4 separate regions of the Mus musculus genome follow, and all the other regions are linked to region 2. A link is a contact called in public Hi-C and promoter capture Hi-C data. All regions are on one chromosome and are shown on one strand. The core of a region is the stretch at or near the end of the contact, and the rest is flanking DNA. Distances in the headings are between cores, read along the strand shown.

Region 1 (2,700 bases), core at 128-2,627, 330 kb before region 2:
GGAGAGCTCCAGGTTTAAGGAGAGACCTTGTCTTAAAATCAGGTAGAGGGGCTAGAGAGATGGCTCAGCTGTTAAGAGCTGATACACATACATACATACATACATACATACATACATACATACATACATTCATTCATTCATGTAGGCGAAGCAGTCTTACACTAGGTAAAATTAAACAGCCCCCCCTCACTCCCCCACCCTGTGAAAACATTAAAGAAAACAAGAGCTGGAAAGATGGCTAAGCAGTTAAAAGCACTTGTTCCACATGCAGAGCACCTGGGTTTGTTTCTAGCACTGACATACATGGTGATTCTTAACTGTAACTCTAGCTTCAGGGGATCCAATGACTCTGAACATGAATATATATGTGTGGAGGGGGGAGAGGAGTGGGAGGGGGAGGGAAAATAGTAAGAAAAAAACGTCAAGCTCTTGGTAGCCATGTGTTTAAGTTTCTCTCTTCTTCAAGGTTGTGATCCCTTTGTTATGCCTTGATTTATATGTAGCTTTAAGATAGGTCATTCTTTTCATTACAGTCCCCCCCCCCCACAGTGTCACTTAGATTTTGTTATTTGAAGCAATGTCTTATAGCCCAGGCTAGCTTTGAACTTCCTATGTAGCCAAGGATAAGCTTGACTTAATTTCCCCTCAGCCTCAAGCAGGAATAGACACTCGTTTATATTTACAACTATTAGGTTAATTTATTGGTTATCTGACTTCCTGCCTGGAATGGAAGCCCTTTGAGAGATTTTTTTGGTACCTCTTAAGTAACATTATTATGTATTAATTTTAAAAATACCCTCTTTGGACATCGGGGGGCGAGCCTCTACTACATAGAGAGCTACAGGAAACCCTGTCAACAAAATAACAAAAACAAAACAAAAAAACATTAAAAGTACTCTAGCTGTAAAGTCAGATCTCATGCTACTGTATAGCATTACACTGTATATTATTACAAATACGGGATGGGCTTGACCGTAAACAAGAGCATAAGAAAGAAAGACTTCTGAACACTGCTAAGGGAGCAAGTGAATACTTCCCAGGCCCCCAAATGCTCTGCCCTGCTGATCTTTCCCTCCGGAAGCGCTTACGCGCGCCGGCGCGAGTGCGCATGCGCGGCCCGCTGGGGTCGCTCGGGGCCGGGCGTGAAACCGAGCGATGTGAGAGGAAGGTTCCGCCTCCAGGCCTGCGCGCCTTCGGGATTCCCGTCGGAACGAATTCCTGTTCCCTCCTCTTCCCAACACCCCCCCAACAATCCCTCGCCAAGCACACATCCTCCACCCCCCTCCCCACGCCTGCTGCGCGCGCCCGGTGGGCGTGGGAGGGGGCGTGGAAACAGAGAGGGGGCGGGCGTAGCGGGAGGGGAGGAGCGAACCGGAGAGCGTCGTCCTGAGGAGGAGTGAGAGCGGCAAAATGGCGGACCGCTTCTCCCGCTTCAACGAGGACCGAGACTTTCAGGTAAACACGGGCGTCGCCGAGGACCACCCACGCCCCCGGAGGGCTCGCCGCGAGCCCGGGGCCGCCTCCCTCCCGGCCTCCTGGCTCTCCTTCCTTCTGCTCTCCGCTCCACCTTGCAAGCCGGCTCTCGCCCCTTCCTGCCTCTCATTTCTCCAGGGGCCTCCGGGGCTGAGATGAGGCCGCGTCCCCGGCTTCATCCCTATTCACGCCGCTTCTTCGGCTCGGCTTTCCTCCTATTTTGCTCCTGGCTTCCCGCTCCGCAGCCGGGCGCTTTGTGGGGGTTGCGCTTTGCTTGTCTCGGGGCCTGTGCAGGCGCAGGGCCGGCCCGGCCCCCGGGGGAGAGGGCTGGGGCGGGGAAGGCTTGGGCCAGCGGTTTTCAGGCCGGGGCTATGGAAGCCTTGGCTTTTGCTCGCCCCGATCATCCTGGGGATCGCCTCTCCGTTTTCCCATTGTGACAAACAAGCCCTTTATCGACTGTCTAACCTAGTCTTCCCCCTGGTAAAGGGCGCCCTTTCTTATCAAAGACGCCTTTTTTGTTGAGGCGAGCCATTGAGCTTTCTCTGGGCATAAATAACTGCTGTTGTTTACAGGCCGTTAATTGGGTTGGGGACAGTAAGGTATAGGTCTGTGGACTGGCGTAAACTTAACTTCGAGACCTACCAAGATTTGTAAAGAAGCATAATTATGGCCTTTCCAAGCGGGAGTAAATTCGTTCCTAAACCTTGATTTTTTTTTTTTTTCTTTCTTCGTTTGCAAATGTTGATCTGGGAAAGATGTCCGTGGGGTGGCAGGCATTAAAGAAAAAAACAACAAAAACAAAACAAAACAAAAAAACAAACAACAAAGGCCGAATTAGAATCATTAGGCTTTTAGATATTGAAATTGTTACTGCAGGCATAGTTGGGAGACAATAAGGGATTTAGTAGCCTTTGGTTATTTCTAGGTAAAATACATCCTCAGTTGCAAATCACTGCATTACTACCGCATCTCCTGGCAACAGCAATTTAGGTCAAGGGATGAGCCTCCGAACTCGAGTTTTTGTATTCCTTTCAGCTTCCTCAACGCACCTCTAGCTGTGTCAGAAGGCAATTTGAAGGGTTTGAATTCTTGGAGATGATTGGGTTGATAGACAAAGCAATTTCAACTGGTTTAAAATCAACACTGTTAAATAGTCTTAGGTGTAGAACGCTATGGGAAGTTTTGCAGCAGTAAGGGATTTGGGAGTTGCTGAAAATGCCTTGTGGT
Region 2 (2,721 bases), core at 12-2,511:
TGGATATTTTGTTTTGTTTGTTTGTTTGTTTTTTCCAGACAGGGTTTCTCAGTATGGCTGTCCTGGAACTCACTCTGTAGACCAGGCTGGTCTTAAACTCAGAGATCTGCCTGCCTCTGCCTCCCAAGTGCTGGGATTAAAGCCGTATGTCAAGGCAATAAACAAAGTCTAAGAGCTTGTCAGGATGACCAAGATACCTGAGCCTACTTCCCTGTCCTAGCCCAAAATCACATTCTTGCCTGAAATCTACTTCTTTGTTCCACCCTAAAATTAGATTCCTACCTGAACTTACTCCCTTGTCATGGCCCAATGTCAGATTCCTGCCTGAATCTCATTTTCTTGTCCTTGACCAATGTCAGATTCCTGTCAAACGCCCCAAAAGCCGCTTTTACACCCCCCACATATGTATAATTTTGAGCATCTGTATGATAACTTACTAAATAGATGTCTCCTAGTTTATTTGCAGATACCTACCTGATGGATATTTATTTAGGTTGTTTCTGACATCTCATATAACAAACAATCTCTTCCTATACTCATTTTGGAGCACAATATTTTCTTAGAATACATTTTTTGCTAGGAAAATTGCTAGGTCATTGACAAAACAATGTAGGTTTAATGATACAGTCATGTTCAGTTCCACTGACGTGGTAGTAGTATGTGTGGTATCAAAGTTGGGGACCAGCGGACTTTTAGGTTCTTGGTCTGTTCCTTTGAAGGCCAGGGACAGTTACAACCTATGCTGGCTTTCTCCAAGGAGTTTCTTTTAACAAGATGCAGCGCTGTGCCATATTAGCACGGTGGGTTAGAGACTTGTCCAAGCTAATCTTTCAGCTTTGACGCGCCTGCAGGGGCTTCCACTTCCAAGGCAGCCCCTAGGATTCCACCCCCCTCTACCCTCCCCCTAACGAGGGAAGGGCGTGTTAGGGAACAGCTCAGGCGGGCAAAGATTGCACCATCCGCCGTTTGAAAAGGAAGTCGAAAAAGCACAGAGAACAAAATCGTAAATCCCACACATCCAGCCCCTGCAGCAGCCGGGGTCCGGGTTCTACTCAGTTCATTACTTGGCGAAGAGATCGGGATCCCTTCTCTGCCACCTCCACCCCAGCCTAACCTTGGGCTGGGCATTGGCCCTTTAAGAAGCTGTCACGGTGGCGCTATTGGTCCCGCCCATCTGAGGGGAGGGCCGAATGGGAGGGGAGGGTTCTCGGTTGAAGCCCGAAAAAGGGGGGGTCTGAGCCTATTTTTAGCTCGGGGTCGGGTCACGTGACGAGAGTGACGTCTCCGAATGTTGTTGTTGGTGGCGGCGGCGAGCGGAGCCGGAGGAGCCGCCGCAAAGATGGAGGAGCCGTCGAGGAGGCGCTGCCGCTGCTGTTGCCGCCGCTGCTGCCGCCGCCGCCCGCGAAGCCGGAGCTCGAGCCGCAGCGGGTGAGCGCGCCGCACCCGCCAGGACCCCACCTCCCACGGCCCCGGGACGCCCCGCAGCGTCCCGTCCTCCCGCCGTCGCTGCCCGCGGGCTCCCCGCGACCCTGTCCTTCCTCCCGGCGCGCGCGCCGAGCCAGCCCGCACCCCCAGGGAGCGTCGCTGGGCCCGGGGAGTGTCGCCTTTGGCTCGCCGCGCGCGCCCCTCCTCATCCCTCCCTTGCAGGGCTCCTTCTCTGCAGGTAAGGGAGGGGCCGATTTTCCCGCACCCCGCACCCCGCGCCCCCAAATGTCCCGCAGACCGGCCGGGGATGTCTGATTTGTCTCCTCCCCGGCGGCTCATAATCCGTTGCAACTGCGATTTGAGCCTTGCAACCCGCATTCTGGGCAGACCCTCTCTTCACTAGACACCCCTTTCTTGTTACTCTGAGGTGAGGGGCGCAGCCCACCCACAGTGCTTCTCCAAGTGGCGAAGAACATACCCTTGATTTTATGTCCTTGACGTCCCTGCAGGTGGAAGAGGACTGCGGGGCCCATCTTACTTGTCTGTGCTATTCACCCCCTCGCCTGTGAGGCGTTACTGCGTTTATTACCACCCTCTTCTGTCTGACACCCTGGAGCTCGGGAAAGAGCTGGGAGATGAATTGGTGATCTTTCTTGGCTAGGGCAGATCTCCCCACCCCACTCCCGCGCCCAGTTTTCATCTTGGGTTTGTTTCTCATGGGGCAGAGGTTCTAATAGTGCCTTGTTAACTTGGGGGAGTCGGCTTCCCCCCTCCCCACCCATCCCTGGGGCCCTCAGGAAGATGAGAACTGGCTGGACGATAAGTAATTAATCTAAGAGCTGGGGGGGGGCGCGGGGAGTGTGTTTCATTTCGGGGAGAAGGTGACCACTTCATGTCCCTGCGTTTGGCCTTCTGAGATGAGCTTTGTCCCTGAAGAGGAAGGATAGCAGCTGCAGTTGCTTTTGGGGTGTGTGTGGTGTGTGTGTGTGTAGTGTGTGTAGTGTGTGTGTGTACCCATCACTCTGGTAGTGACCACTATGCTTCTGGGTCCTGGAATTAGCTTTGGATCTTGGGAATGGGAATGGAGAGAGGGGTTTAGGGATCAGTGGGAGGGGAAGATAGAGTTAGATCCTAGGAACAAAAGGAGGCAGGGATGGGAGATTGGTTTGGGCCAGAAGACCTCTGGCTAATCCTTACATTGGAACCTGTTGGCCCTCCACTTAGGTCCTAAGGTTGCAGGCAGGGAGGGTCTCCCAGGCTCTTATGCCCTCCACACTGGGACCCAAGAGCCCATGC
Region 3 (2,700 bases), core at 112-2,611, 280 kb after region 2:
TTAGGCTTCCAGAGTCGTGAGCAAAAAAAGCACACCTCTAAATAAATTAACTAGCCTCAGGTAGTTAACCACCGAAAATGAACCAAGGCAGTTCTAATACAAAACCACTTCCCTTCCCTGTTCAAACCACAGTGCCCTATTATCTAAAAGATAAACTTCAAGCCAAGCTTTTAGGTTGCCAGTATTTATGTAACAACAAGGCCCGTTGACACACATCTGTAACTCCTAGTACTGGGCCTCAGGGGCAGAGACAGGTGGAGCCCTGGAGTTTGAATTCCAGGTTCTGTGAGAAACTCTGTCTGAAAAGACAATATGGTGAGTGACCCGGGAGGATATCTGATATTGACTTCTGGCCAACACACAGCCATCTCTGCACATCTGTAGTTGCAAGCCTTTTGCACTAAGTTTGGCCAGAGTCAGAGTTTGCAAGTGTTTGTGGACTGAATGCACGTGTTGCTGGTGATCTACAAAGTCACCCTCCTTCTCAAGCTAGCAGCACTGGCTTCGGCCAGCTGCTCATTCAAGCCTCTTTGCAGAGTCATCACGGGGATGGGGGAGCAGGGCCCCTCCCTAGAACACCAAGCCTGTGGTTGTTTATTCAGGACATTATTGAGGGCCAAGATGACAGATAACTCTATCACTTGGCCAACAGTCGGGTGTTGCGGTGTTAGGTTATTTCTGTGTCTGCAGAAAACAGTGCAACCTGGACAAAAGAAATAAATGATATCATTTTTCATTCAGGCAACTAGATTCCGTGGTACAAAAGGCTCCCTGGGGAACGAGGCCGGGACAGCGCGGCTCCTGAGTCGCTATTTCCGTCTGTCAACTTCTCTAATCTCTTGATTTCCTCCCTCTGTCTGTTTCCTTCCTCTTGCTGGGGCCCAGTGGAGTCTGTGTACTCACAGGGAGGAGGGTGGCAAAGCCCTGGTCCTCTACGGGCTGGGGGAAGGGGGGAAGCTGTCGGCCCAGTGACTTTTTCCCCTTTCTCTTTTTCTTAGAAACCAGTCTCAATTTAAGATAATGAGTCTCCTCATTCACGTGTGCTCACTATTCATAGGGACTTATCCACCCCCGCCCTGTCAATCTGGCTAAGTAAGACAAGTCAAATTTAAAAGGGAACGTTTTTCTAAAAATGTGGCTGGACCGTGTGCCGGCACGAAACCAGGGATGGCGGTCTAAGTTACATGCTCTCTGCCAGCCCCGGTGCCTTTTCCTTTCGGAAAGGAGACCCGGAGGTAAAACGAAGTTGCCAACTTTTGATGATGGTGTGCGCCGGGTGACTCTTTAAAATGTCATCCATACCTGGGATAGGGAAGGCTCTTCAGGGAGTCATCTAGCCCTCCCTTCAGGAAAAGATTCCACTTCCGGTTTAGTTAGCTTCCACCTGGTCCCTTATCCGCTGTCTCTGCCCACTAGTCCTCATCCATCCGGTTTCCGCCCTCATCCACCTTGCCCTTTTAGTTCCTAGAAAGCAGCACCGTAGTCTTGGCAGGTGGGCCATTGGTCACTCCGCTACCACTGTTACCATGGCCACCAAGGTGTCATTTAAATATGAGCTCACTGAGTCCTGCGGGATGGCTTGGTTGGTAATATGCTTGCTGCAAAATCGTGAGAACTGGAGTTCAATTCCCAGCACATGGATGTATTTCCAGCACCTGGAAGGCAGGGAGCAGAGATCTTAAAGCTCCTGGCCAGACAGCCCAGCCTAATTAGTAATCAGTGAGAGACCCTGTCTCAAGAAACAAGATGGAACATCAAAGGTCAACCTCTTGTCTCCACACACACAAATACACACATGCACATACATCCACACACAGGCAAACACATGCACACACCTGAACACCCTCCACAAATACATACATAAAAAAATAAATACATACACACATACATACATACACCAACATTCCCTCTCCTTAGTCTCCTGGCTACGCTCTTGTCACCCCCACTAAGGCTTCAACTTCTTCTATTTCTTCATCTTGACTCCTCTGTACTTTGCATGCCTTTTCCAGCAAAGGCTTTTCTTTAAATCTCCGTCATTCATAAACTCCCTCTAAATTTCTTCCCCTGCCCTTTTCTTTCTCTCTAGGGAGATAAAGACACACACTACAAAGTCACCGTGGGACCAGTTTATTCACCCACCCACCCCTGCTTCTGTTCATCCGGCCAGCTAAGTAGTCCAACCTCTCTGGTGCTGTACCCTGGACCCTGGCTTCACCACAGCTCCTCCATGCTACCCAGCCCTGCAAACCTTCAGCCTAGCCTCTGGTTCTCCAACCAGCACAGGCCCAGTCTGGCTTCTATGTCCTAGAAATCTCCTTCATTCTCTCCATTTCCCTCCTGAATCTACCACCTTCTTTCTCCCTTCTCCTGACCTCTAATGTCTTGGTCAAACGATTACAAGGAAGCCAATGAAATTAGCAGTTTGGGGTACCTCAGAGTCAGCAGGGGAGCTGGGATGAATTCACATTTCCAGGCCTTTGCTTTGCTCCCCGGATTCTGACAGGCAGTTCCGAAGCTGAGTCCAGGAAGCTGAATTTAAAATCACACTCCAGCTGGGTTCTGAGGCAGCCCTACCACATCAGCTGGCCCTGACTGAGCTGTGTCTGGGTGGCAGTGGTGCTGGTGGTGCTGGTGGTGCTGGTGGTGGTGGTGGTGGTGGTGGTGGTGGTGGTGGTGGTGTGTGTGTGTGTTTTCTGCTTT
Region 4 (2,700 bases), core at 79-2,578, 370 kb before region 2:
TGAAGAAGTAGAGCATCATGAAGAGTATAGTGCAGCCTTCTTTCTTAGTGCCCTGCACCACCGTGCGATAACCGTCCTCTGAGAAGCGCTCATTGCATACCACGCGCTCCTGGAGAACGAAGCCCGCAATGTAGGCCACTGACACCATGGTGTAGCAGCCGGACAGAAAGATGATGGGCCGCTCTGGGTAGCGAAATCGCTGCATGTCCACTAAATAGGTGGTGACCGTGAAGAAAGTGGAAGCGCAGCACAACACCGACCATGTGAGGATCCAGAGACGGGCAAAACGAGTCTCCTCTTGCGAGAAGAACATAGAGCCGTCGGGCCGTGCGGGCTCGCAGGGCGCGGCACAATCGCGCTCACCCAGAAACTTATAGCTGAGATAGGACGGCACCTTGAGGACGCGGGGACAGTGGAAAGGGTGCTCCAGAGTGGCGTAACGCGGTGGCGAGCCACCACCGCCAGGGCCGCCCGGGGTGCCACCCGCGCCGGGCTGCAGCCCAGAAGGTGGCGCGGTGGTGAGTAGCGCAGGAGCTCCGTCCTCCGAGTGGTTCTGGCCCACGCAGATCTGCTCCGCGCCGTGACGCGGGAAATGCTCGCAGCGGAGGCGCTCGGGCCATTGGAAGCCGAACTTGTTCATGAGCGCCTCGCAGCCTTGGCGCGCGCGCTCGCAGATGGAGCGGCACGGCGGGATGGCCTGCTCCAGCACTGTGCACACCGGCGCGTACATGGAGCACAGGAAGAAGCGCAGCTCGGGCGAGCACTGCACCTTCACCAGCGGGTAGAACTGATGCACCTCCAGGCCCGCGTCTTCCTGGTTCGTGTGGCCAAGAAGGTTGGGCATGATGGTCTGGTTGTAGGCGATGTCCGTGCACAGCGGGATGGAGATGGGCTGGCAGAAGCCGTGGTCCGGGATGGAGATGCCCTTCTCCCCGTGGAACTGGGCCGGTCCGGCGGCCGGCAGCAGCAGCAGTGGCAGCAGCAGGCGGGGCAGGGCGCTGCGGGGCAGGGCGCTGCGGGCCCGCATGCTGGCCGCCGCCCCCCACTCGGCTCCTGGGCGCCCCCCAGCCCCCGCCCCCAACCCAGAGACCGCGCGCCTTCCCCGCTGCCGCCTAGCTGCCCGGCCGCCTCCCGCGTCTCCTTGCAAACTTTGCTCGCGGCCGCAGAGTTGGGGAGATTGGGCGGCGGGGGAGGGGGCGGCGCACCCGCCTGCTGGCTCGCCGCGGTCGGACTGAGGGTCGGAGACGCGGCGCACCGCTGCCCTAGCTCCTCTTCCTCCTCTAGCCTCTGGGCTTCCCCTCTCCCCACCCTCCTCTACCCAGCGACTCCTTTGTGCCTCCTTCAGCCCTCACCTCGGCCTCTCCGATCCCAATTAGTCGGTTTCAAGGGGGCCCCCACTGGCGGCCCCGCCCTCTCCTCAGCCCCCCCTCAAAAGGGATCCTTGAAACCGCCCCGTCGAGCTTTGCACCATCCCAAAATGTGCTCTCGGCCAATCAGATTTAAACTGGAGGACCAGCCCCAAGGGCTGGATTGGTCGACCACAACATAATGAGATCAGAAACCAGATGCCAAGAAAACTCTACCCCCCTCCTTCTGCTTTTTTAAAGAGACAAGCTATTATTATATTAGGAGCTGTTTGCTCAGTCCGTGATTGCTTCGGAGTCGCCCAGGAAAGATCCGGAGACACGTTTTCTCAAAGTGGCATCCGACCCAGACAACTCTAGCCTAATCTGTGGCCCTAGAGCCCAAACCCTCTGAGGTACAAGAGCTCTTTGCTCCTGCCCCTGCTCACCGCCCCCTCCCCCCTTTTCAGTACCATTTATAAAACCAAGTGAAAAATCCCGTTTAAAAAAATATATACAGAGAGAGAGAGAGAAATATGTATGTTTTTAAAGCACGTTAGCGAATAGCTTGCAAAGACGTCTCTCAATCCCTCTCAGAGAGTCGAGGTAAAAGTGTCACTTCACCCTAAACAAGGACTCCTAGAAGTTTTCCTCGCCCCTCCCCCTACACACACCCAAAAGTAACCCTCTGAAAAACGAGAGCCTGTCTCTTTAAGAGGCTCTTAAAGGGGCCGGGACTCCGGGGTGTAATTGCCCCATAGCGAGCACAAAGGAGCCCATTATGGTTCTTTGTGTTTAGTGGCACCTCAAAGTGAGAAAATTCAGGAACTCAGAGGCCAGGCTGCGGGGCTGGGGCGGGGGTTGGGGGGTGAAGTGAAGGAGAAAGGCCCGGAGCTGAGGATTCAATCCACCCCCTTTCCGAGGAAAATCTTAATTATGCAAAGTAAAGTTTAGTTGCCATAAGGAGGAGGTCTTAATCGAAAGTTAATGGCTGGGGGGGTGGGGTGGCGGGGGTGATGGGCAGTTTTGAGTAAAGAAACGACTCTCTTAGGTCTGACGAACGTTTTGGGGAATTTGCCTTCTCCCTCCCAATCCTTGCTCCGCCTCCTAAAAGCTTCCAGATTTGATCTCCTGGGAGAAAAGGGAGTTTTACCCAAACTTTAAGTGATTCCACACCAGAAAGATGGTGTGTACGGCTGGAGAGAGGGAGGAAGGCTGGGGTTGTAGTACAGAATTTCTCCTCTCACTTCTCACCTGGCTGAGGGGTGAGGTGGCCCGAAGAAATGCCCCCCACCCCCAACTCCCTTCACACTAGGATTGTAACTTTGAGGTCTGGAGAGGGAAGGGAATTTGCATG

What was found. Promoter capture Hi-C pulls out the DNA fragments that hold promoters and counts their contacts. Hi-C and Micro-C count contacts between places; a contact is called where the count stands out from the background.
Region 1: a contact with region 2 is called in a promoter capture Hi-C map of pre-B cells. The contact joins the promoter of Gpatch8 here to the promoter of Hdac5 in region 2. A contact is called at or near these places in 4 of 39 promoter capture datasets (cranial neural crest, erythroid cells, liver and 1 more), 4 of 484 Hi-C or Micro-C datasets (CD4 T cells, CD8 T cells and embryonic stem cells), 1 of 115 datasets of contacts at active chromatin or transcription factors (pancreatic cancer cells) and 3 of 9 other capture datasets (adipose tissue, liver and pancreatic islet).
Region 3: a promoter capture Hi-C map of fetal liver shows a contact between it and region 2, with 2.2 times the contacts expected there. The contact joins the promoter of 4930417O22Rik here to the promoter of Hdac5 in region 2. A contact is called at or near these places in 4 of 39 promoter capture datasets (embryonic stem cells, fetal liver, maxillary cranial neural crest and 1 more).
Region 4: a contact with region 2 is called in a Hi-C map of embryonic fibroblasts, with 4 times the contacts expected there. The contact joins the promoter of Fzd2 here to the promoter of Hdac5 in region 2. A contact is called at or near these places in 3 of 39 promoter capture datasets (cranial neural crest, embryonic stem cells and maxillary cranial neural crest), 3 of 484 Hi-C or Micro-C datasets (embryonic fibroblasts and embryonic stem cells), 2 of 115 datasets of contacts at active chromatin or transcription factors (embryonic stem cells and stem cell-derived neural progenitor cells) and 1 of 9 other capture datasets (embryonic stem cells).

Annotation. Positions count from the first base shown.
Region 1 is chr11:102,554,835-102,557,534 of GRCm38.p6, reverse strand. It overlaps Gpatch8 (G patch domain containing 8), which reads left to right and starts at 1,377. Exons shown (of 8, transcript NM_001159492.1): 1 at 1,377-1,455. The coding sequence starts at 1,411.
Region 2 is chr11:102,228,712-102,231,432 of GRCm38.p6, reverse strand. Hdac5 (histone deacetylase 5) reads left to right here and starts at 1,261. Exons shown (of 27, transcript NM_010412.3): 1 at 1,261-1,428. It overlaps Mir8101 (microRNA 8101), which reads left to right and starts at 1,283; the gene lies at 1,283-1,393.
Region 3 is chr11:101,951,082-101,953,781 of GRCm38.p6, reverse strand. It overlaps 4930417O22Rik (RIKEN cDNA 4930417O22 gene), which reads right to left and starts at 1,361. Exons shown (of 4, transcript NR_045806.1): 1 at 1,303-1,361.
Region 4 is chr11:102,603,059-102,605,758 of GRCm38.p6, reverse strand. Fzd2 (frizzled class receptor 2) reads right to left here and starts at 1,328. Exons shown (of 1, transcript NM_020510.2): 1 at 1-1,328. The coding sequence starts at 1,027.